Linked DNA regions of Sus scrofa: region 1 is linked to region 2. Evidence: chromatin contacts called from public HiChIP or PLAC-seq data. All regions are on one chromosome and are shown on one strand. The core of a region is the stretch at or near the end of the contact, and the rest is flanking DNA. Distances in the headings are between cores, read along the strand shown. Region 1 overlaps DYRK1A (dual specificity tyrosine-phosphorylation-regulated kinase 1A). Region 2 has its middle 94 kb from the start of DSCR3.

Evidence for each region. HiChIP or PLAC-seq counts read pairs in DNA pulled down with a chosen protein or histone mark.
Region 1: a contact with region 2 is called in an H3K27ac HiChIP or PLAC-seq map of skeletal muscle. The contact joins two enhancer-like sites. A contact is called at or near these places in 2 of 2 datasets of contacts at active chromatin or transcription factors (alveolar macrophages and skeletal muscle).

What each region holds. Positions count from the first base shown.
Region 1 is chr13:201,104,888-201,111,508 of Sscrofa11.1, forward strand. The region is part of intron 2 of DYRK1A (dual specificity tyrosine-phosphorylation-regulated kinase 1A); the gene reads left to right. Among named protein-coding and RNA genes, the nearest start is that of DYRK1A, 100 kb to the left of the region's middle. Within about 2 kb of position 2,299, at least 10 of the 83 cell types and tissues checked have an H3K27ac peak or open chromatin away from gene starts, as enhancers often do. A contact at or near this core is called in skeletal muscle, where this site is marked.
Region 2 is chr13:200,829,015-200,836,449 of Sscrofa11.1, forward strand. No RefSeq gene overlaps it. Among named protein-coding and RNA genes, the nearest start is that of DSCR3, 94 kb to the right of the region's middle. Within about 2 kb of position 4,252, at least 16 of the 83 cell types and tissues checked have an H3K27ac peak or open chromatin away from gene starts, as enhancers often do. A contact at or near this core is called in skeletal muscle, where this site is marked.

The DNA of each region.
Region 1 (6,621 bases), core at 1,049-3,548, 270 kb after region 2:
GATCAGAGTGGCGAGGAGAGTGGGCTCTGCCGAGCCTGCCTGCGTGCGGCTGTGCGTGCGCGTGCGGGGCCGCCGCACTTCCAGCTTCTCTGTACACAAAGTGTAACGTAGGCTGTGATGATGCCCCTGAATTCATGGAGCCTCTGTGGATCTGAGACATACTGGAACAGAATTTGGCCTGGAAGAGGAGTTCCATGAATGTTGTTACTATTTTTTACTTTTACTGCTTTTTCTTCAACTGTGCAGAACCACTGAGGGCATTCTGATAAAGGGTTGTAGAGGGGGTTCTGTCTGGTTTGGGATAATGTGCTTGTTTGAGTGGAAAGAATGAAATCTCATTGCTACCTATCTATCGACTGACTGACTTTTAGTGAGTTTTTTGAAGGTTCCCCCATATGCTTATTATTGGTTTGTGAGAATTGCATCTTTTTTCTTTTTCTTTTTGTCTTTTTGTCTTTTTAGGGCCGCTATGGAGACTCCCAGGCTAGGGGTCGAATCGGAGCTGTGGCCGATGGCCTACGCTAGAGCCACAGCAGTGCGGGATCCGAGCTGAGTCTGTGACCTACACCACAGCTCACAGCAACGCAGGATCCTTAACCCACTGAGCAAGGCCAGGGATCAAACCCGAAACCTCATGGTTCCTAGTCAGGTTCATTTCCACTGTGCCACGACAGGAATTCCAAGAATTGCATCTTTGGTCTGACTTTTTTTCTGTGAGGTTGGGGGAGGTGCAGGTCTTAGTGTTTTTAATTGTATTGTTAGAGAACTTTGTATGTTTAAGGATATTATATAATGCTTTGAACAGTAACATTTTCTAGACTGTTTTTATTTGGTATGGAACTCAGATGACAATTTGAAACACTTTTGCACAGTAGATTATGGAAGGGGGAAGATTAACAGTGAGCTCTAAAATGATGTGTTTATTTGCTGCATAAATGTACTTTTAATAAAGGATTCCTTTTTTATATTATTACATTTTATAACCTTTGTTGAACAATTAACAATTTTCTCAGTGCTTAACTTTTAAAGTGTCTCTGGTCAGATGAATATCTTGCCTTTCAGGCATTTTGTAATGGAAAATCCCTGTAAATATACAGTGTTTTAATTGGAATCACAAAGCCAAATGATTGCCTCATTGGATAATTTTAAGTGTTATGCTGCAATTCAATATAGGTACCCAACCAAGTGCTTAACTAGATTTAGAAATATCTTGTACGTTTAACAGCTGTCTACGAGAACTAAAAAGGAGGAGAGGAGTTACGTATATGGTTCTCCTCTTTTCTGCCCAAGATAGGAGAGGTGAGAGAGTTTTAAAAAGTGTATTCTTTTCCCTCAGCTGCTGTTGCTGTGTCTGCTCTGGGAGAAGGCAGAGGCAAAGATCAGGGAAGGTTTGAGGCAGCTTTTCTTTCCCAAGAAACTTTGTGTAACACCTCCAGACACCTCTTAAAGTGGCATGGTTGTGGCCTGGCTGAAGGTGATGGCAGCCTGTGGTAGGTGACATTTCCACCTGTGTTTTATTTCCTGGCTGCCTCCTTCTGTGTTCTGATTCTTCTTCCCCTGAGGGGAAGACAGCTAAGCAGCCATTGTTCAGCTTTTTAAAAGCGTCATAATACTTCAGCTTTTAGGTGTGTTGTAAGATATCATTTCTTTTCTTTTCGTACTTTCGGGTTTCTGAAAGGCAACTTAGTGTGTACAGACCCTGGCAAAGTTACAGTCAAGAGATGTGAAGAAAAAATCCTAGAACTAGGTGGGGGAGGGAGCATCTTTGGGTAATTCAGGTTTTATATATATGTACATATTCACACATTGTGTTTGTGTGTATATATATGCACATGTCTGTATACGTGTGTGTGTATAAAACATTTAAAGTTTTTTTTTCCCCCCATTTTTGGCTATCCCATAGCATATGGAGTCCCCGGGCCAGGGATCAGATCTGAGCTGCAGTTATTAACCTTATTAACCCATGTGCCAAGGCTAGGGATCGAACCTGTGTTAGTGCTTCCAAGATGCTGCCGATCCCATTGCACCACAGTGGGAGCTCCAAAAGTTTTTTTAGATAGATTGTATTTTACTATGTTTTTATGTAGGTTTTTTTTTGGAGGGGCGGTCTTTAGGGCTGCACATGTAGATTTTTTAAAAAGGAAATAAGTTAGATTCTAACCTCCATTCATTAAAATGTCTGTGAAGCTCTAAACAGATTTTCGAGCGAAACTTTCCTTTCCTCTGGCAATGACCCGTATAATTTCACATCCAGGGCGGTACTTTGCATTTACAGACGGGACAGGATGATGACTCATCACATTTCATGTATGAGGAAACTGGCTTGTTTGTCACCATGTTGCATTTGTGCCAGTGTCATGGCAAGCAGAGGTAGTCTTAAATCCTAGCTCAGAGTATTTCTGTGTAGCAAGCTGAACTCTCCAGATGTAGTTTTCATTGTACCTGTTTTGTAAATGAACATGCTCCATTTGCCTGTGAGATGCGGAAAGCAGAGCCCCAGGCCACAGGCGTCACAAAGGTGCCGATGAGATCTGCAGTTTTCCCACCAGGATGGTTTCAGTGCTCGCCCTTAACTCTCCCGCCAATAGCTGACCCGAGAGGAAGTGAATGAAAACACCGTCTTCTGACTGAGAACAGACAGTGGCATTAATTTTAAAAAAAAAGTGGCATTCATTGAATGCACATGTCACGTTAGGCTGAATTGAACTGTTTCATGTGTTGACTGCTGGCAGTCCTCTTCAGGTAACTGCATTTTCGAAACCGTCAACAAGGGTACGTCATCTGACAGGTCCCAGTAGGAGGGACAGCTGTCTGGTAACCTTGGGTCACTGTCATCATTTCTTTCATTGAAATTGTGGTTGAAAGACACCCTAGACTCTCAGGGTCTGGCTGACTAATCTGGGTGATAATAGTTTCTTAGCTTGCTTGAATTGTTTCTTGATTATAACCAGTCTGTCGATTTGAACAACTTATATCACTTTGGTAAAGCTTTTGGTAGCTTTATTTATGAAAGTTAAACTTACCGAAGGCCGAATGACTGCCGTGAACACATGAATCCTTCAGTTAAATAAGTGTTTAGCATTTATACAGGCACTCTAGTCAGGACCCCAGTTGTTTGCTCAGTTTCTTTCATATTAACCTGGATACCTGATAGAGCAACCAGCACTGTTCTGTGTAGATCTTCTAGATTCTTGAAAATACCATTTATTCTCATAGAGGTAGTATATTTTTTTCTTTTAAAATTTTTTTTAGGAGCTTTATCTCAGTTTAGCCTGGTTAGTTACCTGTTGAATAAATCATGTTTTTGTCATACTGTGGCTAGAAAGAAATTAATGTAAATAAGGTCTTATGTTTATATGTGACACGGTTTTTGTGTTGAGACACTGATAATGCCTGAAAAGGCTGCTTCAGCAGCTGTTGTCTCATCTGCTGTTTCCTTGTGCTGTTATCTGAATTCTGCTGGTGCAAAAGGCATCCTTTTCTGCCCCTCTGCAGGGCTGTCCAGTGAAACAACATCTAAAATTAAACTACCAGAAGCCAGTTTGCTTTTTGTTTCCCCTTAAGACTGGCGTAGGATGGGGTGGGTGGGTTAGAGACTGTATAAATTTAAAACAGTTATAAGCCAGCAAGGATCACACAGCTATCGTCATGAAAATAAACCATTTTAAATTGTATTTGCTTCAAACGTATTTGCCTCTGAAGCATGTTTTTGACCATCTTGTACAAGTAGCCATTATTTTGGTTGCTATGTTAAGTGTTTCTTTAGCATGTAATTTTCATAGTAAAGTTTTAGTTTTCAGTTTTGAAAAGTTTTGTTGCAGTCACTTAAATTTTTTTTTTTTTTTTTTTTTTTTTTTTTTTTTTTAGGGCCGTACCTGAGGCATGTGGGAGTTCCCGGCTAGGGGTCTAATGAGAGCTCTAGCTGCCGGCCTACACCACAGCTTCTCAGGATCCAAGCCGAGTCTGTGACCTACACCACAGCTCAAGGCAACGCCAAATCCTTAACCCACTGAGTGAGGCCAGGGATCGAACTTGCATCCTCATGGATATTAGTCAGGTTCATTAACTGCTGAGCCAAGACGGGAACTCCTGCAGTCACTTAATTGGTTAATCATACTAAAATTCATCAGCTTATATGTTTAATCTATTGCAGCATAATAATCTTCCATTTTGTGTTGGCACTTCTAAATTTTCTCCTGATGGCAGGTTCATACTTATAAATTTGTAAATGCCTATACTCTTCACACTCCATAGTCAGTTGGTTAGGCAGTAGCTACTTAAAGTATGTCCACTATGTGTTGAGCACTGTTTAAGCTCTGGAGATTGGGAAATGAACAGAGCTGGAGGACAGTAGAGTTTATGTTTCAGGAACGTTATTAACCAGGAGGCGGAATTCAGCTACTAATCCACTGGCAGTCCCTAACTAGCTACCAGGCCAAGTTAGAGAGTCACTGATCTTCATCTTCTTGGAGTGATTGGACTTGATCTCTTGAAAGGTTTAATCTCACCTCTGAAATTTCACGGCGACCTTGTGTATCTTTGTTTACCTGTCTTTTGTTTCAGCCCCAACCCCTGCTACCCATTCCTGAAAATTAAGGGCTTAAAGGCTGCTTGACACCATGTTTCCTATTAAAGGGGGAAATTGGTTTTTTACTTAAATAGGTTTATTACTGATTGAACATGTTTATTTTATGGGCCCTATAAGAAAAAGTATTTCTCTTTCCACTTGAAATTTTTATGACTGCTCACAACCCATAAAATACCCAGGTAGTATTATCCGTTTTATTTATTCTTACTATTTAAAAATATTTTATAATTTTAGAATATTAGAGAAAATATAAATTTACCCATGTTATCTGTTACATTGTATAATAATTTATGGAATCTAGCAGCTGTATCCTGAGCTGTATCCTGATTATTTTAACCCTTTTTGTGTTCCAGATGCTATTATTAAAAATAAGTTCTTAGAGTTCCTGTTGTGGCTAAGGGTTAACAAATCTGACTTGTGTCCATGAGGATGTGGGTTCGATTCCTGACCTTACTCAGTGGGTGAAAGGGTTCAAACATGGCTTGGAGCCCAAGTTGCTGTGGCTGTGGTGTAGGCTGGCAGCTGCAGTTCTGAAGAGACCCCTAGCCTGGGAGCTTCCACATGCCGTGGGTGCGGCCCTAAAAAGACAAGAACAAAAAAAAGTTCTTGACTTTTTACTTCAGCTGTAAGAATTTGGTTTGTCTTTTGTAATTGGAAGGGCTAGGGACCATTTACTGTAGGGTTAAGTAAGAATTCCTGTAACTGAATTGAGGATAATCCATCCACCCACCCATCCATCTGACCTTTTTCAGGGGTTGCTTGAGGGCTTACCACATGCATCCTTAAGTTACATTGTTTTCTACTTCTGTTTTACCTCTTTTGTCCTTGGTCTTGTGGTTTGTGTGTGTTTTGCTTTTCTATATGTTGTAAACTCCCAATATATTATGTTTTTTGCTTTAAACAGAAATTTTTAGAAAAATTTAAAATCTTAAATTATCTTTTAAAATCATTGATGAGAGAAATGTCTTTACTATTTTATCTATCTATTTTACATTTCCAGCTGGCCTTTATTCTATTGTGTAGATCACAATTTCTACCTGGAATCATTTTCCTTCTGTGAACTGTGAACAGGTTTTTGTCCAAATTTGCTGTTGACAAATTTTTTCACTTTCATTTGTCTGAAAAAGTGTTTTGCCTTCATAATTTTGAAGGATGTTTTCACTGGATATAGAATTGCAAGTTAAAGTCTTTTTCTTTTGTCATTTTAAAGATATTGCTTGGGAGTTCCCTAGTGGCCTCATGGTTAAGGATCTGACATTGTCACAGGTGGTGGCTTAGGTCACTGCTTGTGGCATGGGTTTGATCCCTGGCCTGAGAACTTATGCACGGCCAAAAAAAAAAAAAAGATACTGCTTTATTTTTTTCTGGCGTGTATGGTTTCTGATGAGAATTCAGTGGTTTTCCTTAGTGTAAATCTGTATTTTACACCCTATGGCTGATTTAAAATTTTTTCTTCATTGTTGGTTTTCAGACATTTGGTTCGTGTCTCAGTGGAATGTGGTGTTTTTATACTGCTTGGGGTTCTTTTAATTTGGGTCTGTGTGTTGATGCTTTCATTGAATTTGGAAAACTTCTATTATTTGTTCATAAATTTTTCTCCCCGAATTTCTTTCTCCTCCAAACAGGTATATTAACTTGATTAGCAAACTAAGTTTTGGATACTTCTTTTAAATTTTTTTCCATTAAATTTTATACTTGTTTTCAGTTTGATTGTTTTATATGCCTTTGTTTTTAAATTCACTGATTTTATTTCTCCCTTCGGCAGTGGCTAATCTGCCCTCGAGGTCCATTCAGTGAATTTTTTCACTTCAATTATTTTTCATTTCTAAAATTTCTTCTTGGTACCTTTTTATAGTTTCCATTTATCTAGTAAAATTTGCTGTTCCTTCTTTTATTTTGTCCATAATTTCCTCTATGTTTTAAATCATTTCTAATAATCTGTTGATTGTGTATGCACGTTAAGAATGCTAGGCTGGGAGTTTCTGTCATGGCTCAGTGGTTAACGAACTCGGTTAGTAACCACGAGCGCTTTT
Region 2 (7,435 bases), core at 3,002-5,501:
TGATTTCTAATTTCATGTGTTATAGAACACGCGTTGTATGATTTGAATCCTTTTAAAGTTATCAAGTTGTTTTATGGCCCACAATTATTGCCAAACTTGGCAAATAGTTCATGTGCACTCAAAAAGAATGTGTGTTCTGCTTTTGGTAGGTCAAGTGTTCTATGATGTCAACCAGTGAAGTCAGTTGGTTATGTTCTTTAAGACTTCTATGTACTGGAGTTCCCGTCGTGGCTCAGAGGTTAACGAATCCGACTAGGAACCATGAGGTTGTGGGTTCGATCCCTGGCCTCGCTCAGTGGGTTAAGGATCTGGTGTTGCCATGAGCTGTGGTGTAGGTTGCAGATGCGGCTCGTATCCCGCGTTGCTGTGGCTGTGGCGTAGGCCGGCGGCTACAGCTCCAATTCGACCCTTAGCCTGGGAACCTCCATATGCCATGGGAGCGGCCCCTAGAAAAGGCAACAAGACAAAAAAACAAAACAAAAAAAAAGCTTGTATGTACTTTCTGATTTTCTGACAATTCATGCTCCCAATTAGAGTGTGACACTTCTGACTGGCAATTGTGGATTTCTCTCTTCTTGGAGTTCTAGCAGATTTTAGTTTGTGTATTTTGAAGCTTTGTTATTAGGTACGTAAATATTTAGTGTATGTCCTCTTGTTGAATTGCCTCCTTATCATTATGAAATGACCATTTTTTATTTCTAGTAATATTCTTAGGTTTGAAATCTACTTTGCCCGATATTAGTATAGCTACTCCAGTTTTGTTTTATTGTTGTTGGTTAGTGTTGGAACAGTATATATTTTCCCATCCCTTTACCTTTACTCTATTTATGTCTTTATATTTAAATTAGGCATTTTGTAAGCAGGATATAGTTAGGTATTATGTTTTAAGCCAACCTGACAATTTATGCTTTTTAATTATTTACATTTAATGTAATTATCAATATGTTGTGTTTAAATTTAGTATCTTGCTATTTGTTTTCTACTTGCAGTATCTTTTCATCCCCATTTTCCTATTTTTGCCATGTTTTTGAGGAATCGTTTATTAATTTTTTGATTTATTAGCTATCTATTTGAGTTTTGGTTTTTGATTTATGATTTATAATACACATTTTATTATTTTTTTCTTTTTTGGGGCTGCACCTGCAGCATATGGAAGTTCCCAGGCTAGGGGTTAAATCAGAGCTGCAGCTGCCAGTCAATGCCACAGTCACAGCCATGCCAGATCCGAGCCGCATCTATGACCTACACCACAGCTTGTGGCAACACCACATCCTTAACCCACTGAGCGAGGCCAGGGATGGAACCTGCATCCTCACAGATACTAGTTGGGTTCTTAACCCACTGAGCTATAATAGGAACTCTCCTTTGACTTCCTTAAAATATTATGCTAGCTTTCTTACAAAAACCTTACAGCAGTAGTCTTCCATTTCCCCCTCCAGGCCTTTGTGTTATAATTGCTATACATTTTAAACCTGATAAGTTATAAGCTCAGCACATTGTAGTTGTTTTTGTTGTGAACAGTCAGTTACGGTGTTTGGAAACAATTTTATCGAACTATAATTGACATACTATACAATTCATCCCTTGAAAGTGTCTAACCCAAGGTTATTAATACATGCAGAGTTGTGCAACCATCACCAATTTAGAATATTTTTATCCTTCAAAATGAAACTTTGTATCTTTAACAGTCACGCCTCTTTCTTCCATCCTGTGAATTCTAGATGACCACCAATCCACTTTCTGTCTATAGATTTGTCTCTTCTGGACAAGTGATATGAACAGAATTATACAATATGTGGTCTTTCGTGATCGCCTTCTTTCATTAGCATAGTGTTTTCAGAGTTCACCTATTTTATAGCATGTTTCAGTACTTTGTTTCTTTTTATTGCAGAATAACATTCTCTTGTATGAATGTGCTACATTTTATTTATCCGTTTTTCAGTTGATGGACATTTTGTCTGCTTCCACCTTTTGACTTTTATGCATAATGCTGGGATGAACATTCATGTTCACGTTTTTGCCTGGACATATGTTTTCATTTCTCCTGGGCATATACCTAGCAGTGGAATTGCTGGGTCATGTGGTAACTCTGTAATTAACTTTTTGAGAAGCTGCCAGACTGTTTTCCAAAGTGGTTGGCTGTACCATTTTTACATCCCCACCAGCAAATATGAGTGGTCCAGCTGCACAGTCTCACTGGCACTTGCTGTTGCCTGTCTTTTTCACATAGCCTCCTAGTGGGTGTGAAGTGCTAACTCATGTGGTTTTATTTATTTTTATTTTTATTTATTTTTTTGGCCACCCTTGTGGCAAATGGAGGTTCCCAGGCCAGGAACTGAAGCCACACCATAGCAGTGACCCTGGCTGCTGCAGTGACAGTGCAGGGTCCTTAACCCACTATGCCACAGGGAACTCTGATTTGTATTTTTTTTAATGGCTAAGGATGTGCATCTGTACCACCAACCTGGCTTTTTGTTGCAGAGTGATTATCATAATAATGTTAGTTAACATATCCATCACCATGACAGCACACATGAGTTTGCATGTGTGTGTGTGTGTGTGTGTGTGTGTGTGTGTGTGTGTGTGTGTGTTGGGAACTTTAAATATCTAGCAGTGATCTCTTAAGGGGTCTTTTTAAATAGGTGAAATAGTCTTTTATTTCCACGTGTGTAGATTTCAAGTACTGTCTTATATGTAGGTACAGATTGCGTTCTGGAATTACTTTTCTTCTGCTTGGAGGATTTCCTTTAGCGTTTTTTGCAAATCAAGTCCCCTAGTGATGAAATCATTCAGCTTTCGAATGTCTGAAAAACGCTTCTTTATTTTACCTTTTTGTGAAATATGTTTTAATACATATAGAAGTCCGAGTTTATAACTTTTTATTTTCAGTGCTCTGAGTATATTTACTTCATTGTCTCACTCTGGTCCCAGTATGAAGTCTGATGTCATTCTTATCTTGGTTTCTCTGCATGTAATGTGCTTTTTTTTTTTCCTCTGGCTGCTTTTTAAGATGTTCTCTTTATCTCTGTTGCGATGCAATGGGTTAAAGATCTGGTGTTGTCCCTGCAGTGGCTTGGGTCGCTACTGTGGCACAGTTTGATTCCCTGGCCCAGGAACTTCCCTATGTCTTGGGTGTGACCCTGGCATTAGGCTCCTTGAAGTTGTCTTACAGCTCAATGATAGGATGTTCCCCCTTTTTTTTTTCAGTCTTTTTTTTTCCCCTCTGTGTTTTATTGTGGGTAGTAGCGGTATATCTTTAAGTTTCTTTTTTCTTTTTTTTTTTTTTTTTTGCTACAGAGTTTGATCTGTTCTTAATCCCACCAAAAGTATTTTTCATCTCAGACATAATTTTCAAGTCTAGAAGTTCCTTCTAGGTCTTGTTAGTAGTTCTGGGTCTCTACTTAATGTGTTTAACATTTGCTCTGCCTTCCTGAACATAGAAAATATGGTTATAGTAACTGTCTTAATGTTAATATGTAATGTCCTTGTCTGATTCTATCATCTATGCCCTTTTTTGGTCTGTTTCTCTTGATTGATTTTTCTCATCATTACGGATCATATTTCCCTGCTTCTTTGTGTGCCTGGTAATTTTTTATTAAATACTAGACAATACAACTTTTATCTTATTGTATGGCAGATATTTTTCTGTACCTATAAATATTTTAGAGCTTTGTTCTGCAATGTAGTTAAGTTACTTGGAAATAGTTTGATACTTTTTTTCTTTTCCTTTTTTTTTTTTTTTTTTTTTTTTGGCTTTTTAGGGCCACACCCACAACATATGGAGGTTCCCAGGCTAGGGGTCGAATCCGAGCTGTAGCTGCCGGCCTACACCACAGCCACAACAATGCCAGATTGGAGCCGTGTCTGCGACCTACACCACAGCTCATGACAATGCCGGATCCCTCACCCACTGGGCAAGGCCAGGGATCAAACCTGTGTCCTCATGGATGCTAGTCAGACTCGCTTCCTCTGAGCCATGACGGGAACTCTAGTTTGATACTTTTATTGTTAGTTTTAAACATAGTTGAGACTAGAGTAGATTTTAATCTGGGGCTAATTTTTTCTTCACGTCTGTAGCAGTACCGTCGGAGTCTTCTGTCTGATGCCTTGTAAATTACTGGAATTCGCTGGAACCATTCCTGGTTCTAAGTGAAGCACAGAGATTACCCCGTCATTCCCCGGGGGATTCTTTGCCCAGTCTGTTAGCGTCTTATTCGCGTGTGCTGAGCAGTACTCAGCTCAAGACGCAAGGGGGCGCGCCTGCGCATCCCCAGGCCGCTCTGTCTGACACCTTCCCTCTGGGTACTCTGTCTCCCCCTCTGGCTGCCTTGGCCCTTCTCACTCGCAGCTCCATTCAGGGAGACCACTGTCTCCACTGGGGTCTCCCCTGCTTGCGCGGTGGTCTGGGAACTCGGTCCCTGCAGTACGTTGGGACATTATTGTCTCGTCTCATTTTTCCCCTTTCTGAACGATTAGTCTGTGCTGCCTGATGCCAGTGTCTGCGTATCATTGTTTCGTCTATTTTTTCTGGTGTTTTAGTGTTTGAAGCAGGAGCTACCTCTCGTCCTTGTTGTTCCTGGAAGCAGTTGTCTTAGAAAGTGTTTCTTAAAACTTGGGGTAAAACATACATAACATAAAATTTACCATTTTAGGGAGTTCCCATTGTGGCTCAGTGGTTAACGAACCCAACTAGTATCCATGAGGATGTGGGTTTGATCCTTGTCCTCCCTCAGTGTTGCCATGAGCTGTGGTGTAGGGTCTGGTCAAGGATCTGGTGTTGCCATGAGCTGTGGTGTAGGTTGCAGATGTGGCTTGGATCCCTCTTCCTGTGGCTGTGGTGTAGGCTGGCAGCTACAGCTCCCATTTGAGCCCTAGCCTGGGAACCTCCATGTGTCATGGGTGCGGCCCTAAAAAGACCAAAAAACAAAAACAAAAAACAAAAAACTTTACCATTTTAACTAAGTGTACGGTTCAGCGACATTAAGTATGGCTGACCCTTGAACAACGGACACCACCCCCCTCCCCTCAGTGGAAAATCCACGTATAGCTTTACAGCTGGCCCTCCGTGTCTGGGGTTCCTACCCACTGTGGATCATGCAGTGCTGTAGTATTTATGGAAAAAGTCCACGTGGACCCCTGCAGTTCAAACCCACGTTGTTCAAGGGTCACCTGTACATTCTCCTTGTACCATCATCACCACCATCCACCTGCACAGCCTTTTCATCTTCTCAAACTGAAACTCTGTACCCGTTAAACACTAACTCCCTTGGATTACATACTGGATATCTTGGATACTCCACTGTTGAGAGGCTGTGTTTGGTCGTCATCCTTTAAATAATGTGTAGATAATGTGTAGCTTTATTCTGAAAGGCACTTAATTTGCTGAGCACTCTTACTCCTCCCAGGCTTGTTAATAGGCTTTGTGCATGTAGGGTTTTTTGTTTGATTTGTTGTTTTTGCATTTTAGGGCCACTTCTGTGGCATATGGAAGTTCCCAGGCTAGGGGTCTAATTAGAACTGCAGCCACTGGCCTACGCCACAGCCATAGCAACGCCAGATCCGAGCCACATCTGTGACCTACACCACAGCTCACAGCAACGCCAGATCCTTAACCCGCTGAGCAAGGCTAGGGATCGAACCCATGTCCTCATGGAAACTAGTCAGGTTCATTACCACTGAGTCACGACAGGAACTCCATGTGTAGGTTTCGATGGCCTTTGCCCTGAGGCTGGCAGAGTCCTACTAACAAGCACTACCTTTTTCGCAATTAAATGACCAGGATGTTAAGGTCTCTCTGGTCTGGCTGGTCAGAACCTCAGGTGCTTCCAGCATTTTGAGATGTCCAAACTCTTCACTCATCTCACAGCCCCTCGGGAGCAGGTCTCTGCCAGGTCCAGTCCTGCTCACCCACAGCGGAGTACTGGGCTGAGCTGGGGGGAGCTTCTCTGCCCATTTCTGGAGCCCCTTCTCATGGGGGAGTCCTCCTCTCTTTACCCTGCCCCATGGGTGCCAGCCACCTCAGCATGCCAGTCAGTCTCTCTTATTTGTCCCCATTGAGAACCTCCCTGCTTGTGGGACCACTCCCCTAAGCCCCAGGAGGGAAAGTGTCCCCAGGCAGAAAGCTATGGCGAGTCTGCACTCACCTCACGTCTCACTTTCCTTGAGGACTGTAGTCCTGTGATGGTTCTTATCCAAGGTCTGGAAGCAGTTGCTTCATATTTGTCCAGTTTTATATTATTTCATTGTGAAGGAAGAAGTCCCATATCTGTTCTTCCATTCTGACCAGACCTGAAAGTCCTGGGGGGCATTTCAAAAGCAGGATGTCTAGGAGTTCCCGTCGTGGCTCAGTGGTTAACGAATCTGACTAGGAACCATGAGGTTGCGGGTTCGATCCCTGGCCTCGCTCAGTGGGTTAAGGATCTGGCCTTGCCGTGAGCTGTGGTGTAGGTTGCAGACGCGGCTCGGATCCTACATTGCTGTGGCTGTGGCTGTGGCTGGCACCTCCAGCTCTGATTAGACCCCTAGCCTGGGACCCTCCATATGCCACAGGAGCAGCCCAAGAAATGGCAAAAAGCCAAAAAAACAAAAACAAACAAAAAAAAAAACACAACAAAAAAAAAACCCACAAAAGCGGGATGTCTAACAGGCCATTTGAAAATACAAATCACCCCTTCCCAACCCTCCCACTTCTCCGTGACAGCATCTATCGCGGTTAATCTGTGTGAGCTGAGGTCCTGCGCGTGGACAAGGTGGGGGAGGAGTTTCAGGACTCGGTGAGCTGCAGAGCAGAGCAGCAGACACCTGGAGCAAGAGTTGATCTAAGGACAGAAACCCCGTGGAACTTGCTAGTATGTTTAGGGGAAATTCGGATTTTGACAGGGCAAGGCAAAAAAAAAAAAAAAAAAAGATTCAACTTAAACTTGCGTGAGGCAGAGATCCAAGAAAGCCTGCTGACACCTCAGTTACCTTTATATTCCCCGTATCGCACCTGACAGGGGCTTCCACTTAGAAAAGAGTAAGACGTTATCACAGGAACACAGCGAATAAATGCATGAAATGAGATTATGTTCTCACTTCGGAGGCAAAAGAGGGTAGTGACCTCTGTGTTTCCGTAATTTTTTTTCTCAAGCGGTCAAAGGATTTTAGATTTAAGTTCTGCCGTCAAACTCTCTTATATCCTAGTGCTCCCTCCCCCCACCCCTGTGCCACACTCTAAAAGAGGGTGGCTTTTTCCGTCTCAAAAAGCCTCTGCGTGTCCGGGCGGCCCCACCGCCCCGAGCAGGTCCCTGGCGGTCTGGAGCGGCAGCCTGGCGGGGACCGGGTACCCGAGCCCGCGCTTCCTTGGCGGGGCAGGTGGCGGAAAAGGGCCTGGGGGGGGGGGGGGGAAGAGGAAAGGACCATGACTGTACCGAATGGAATCTACGACGTGTCTCCA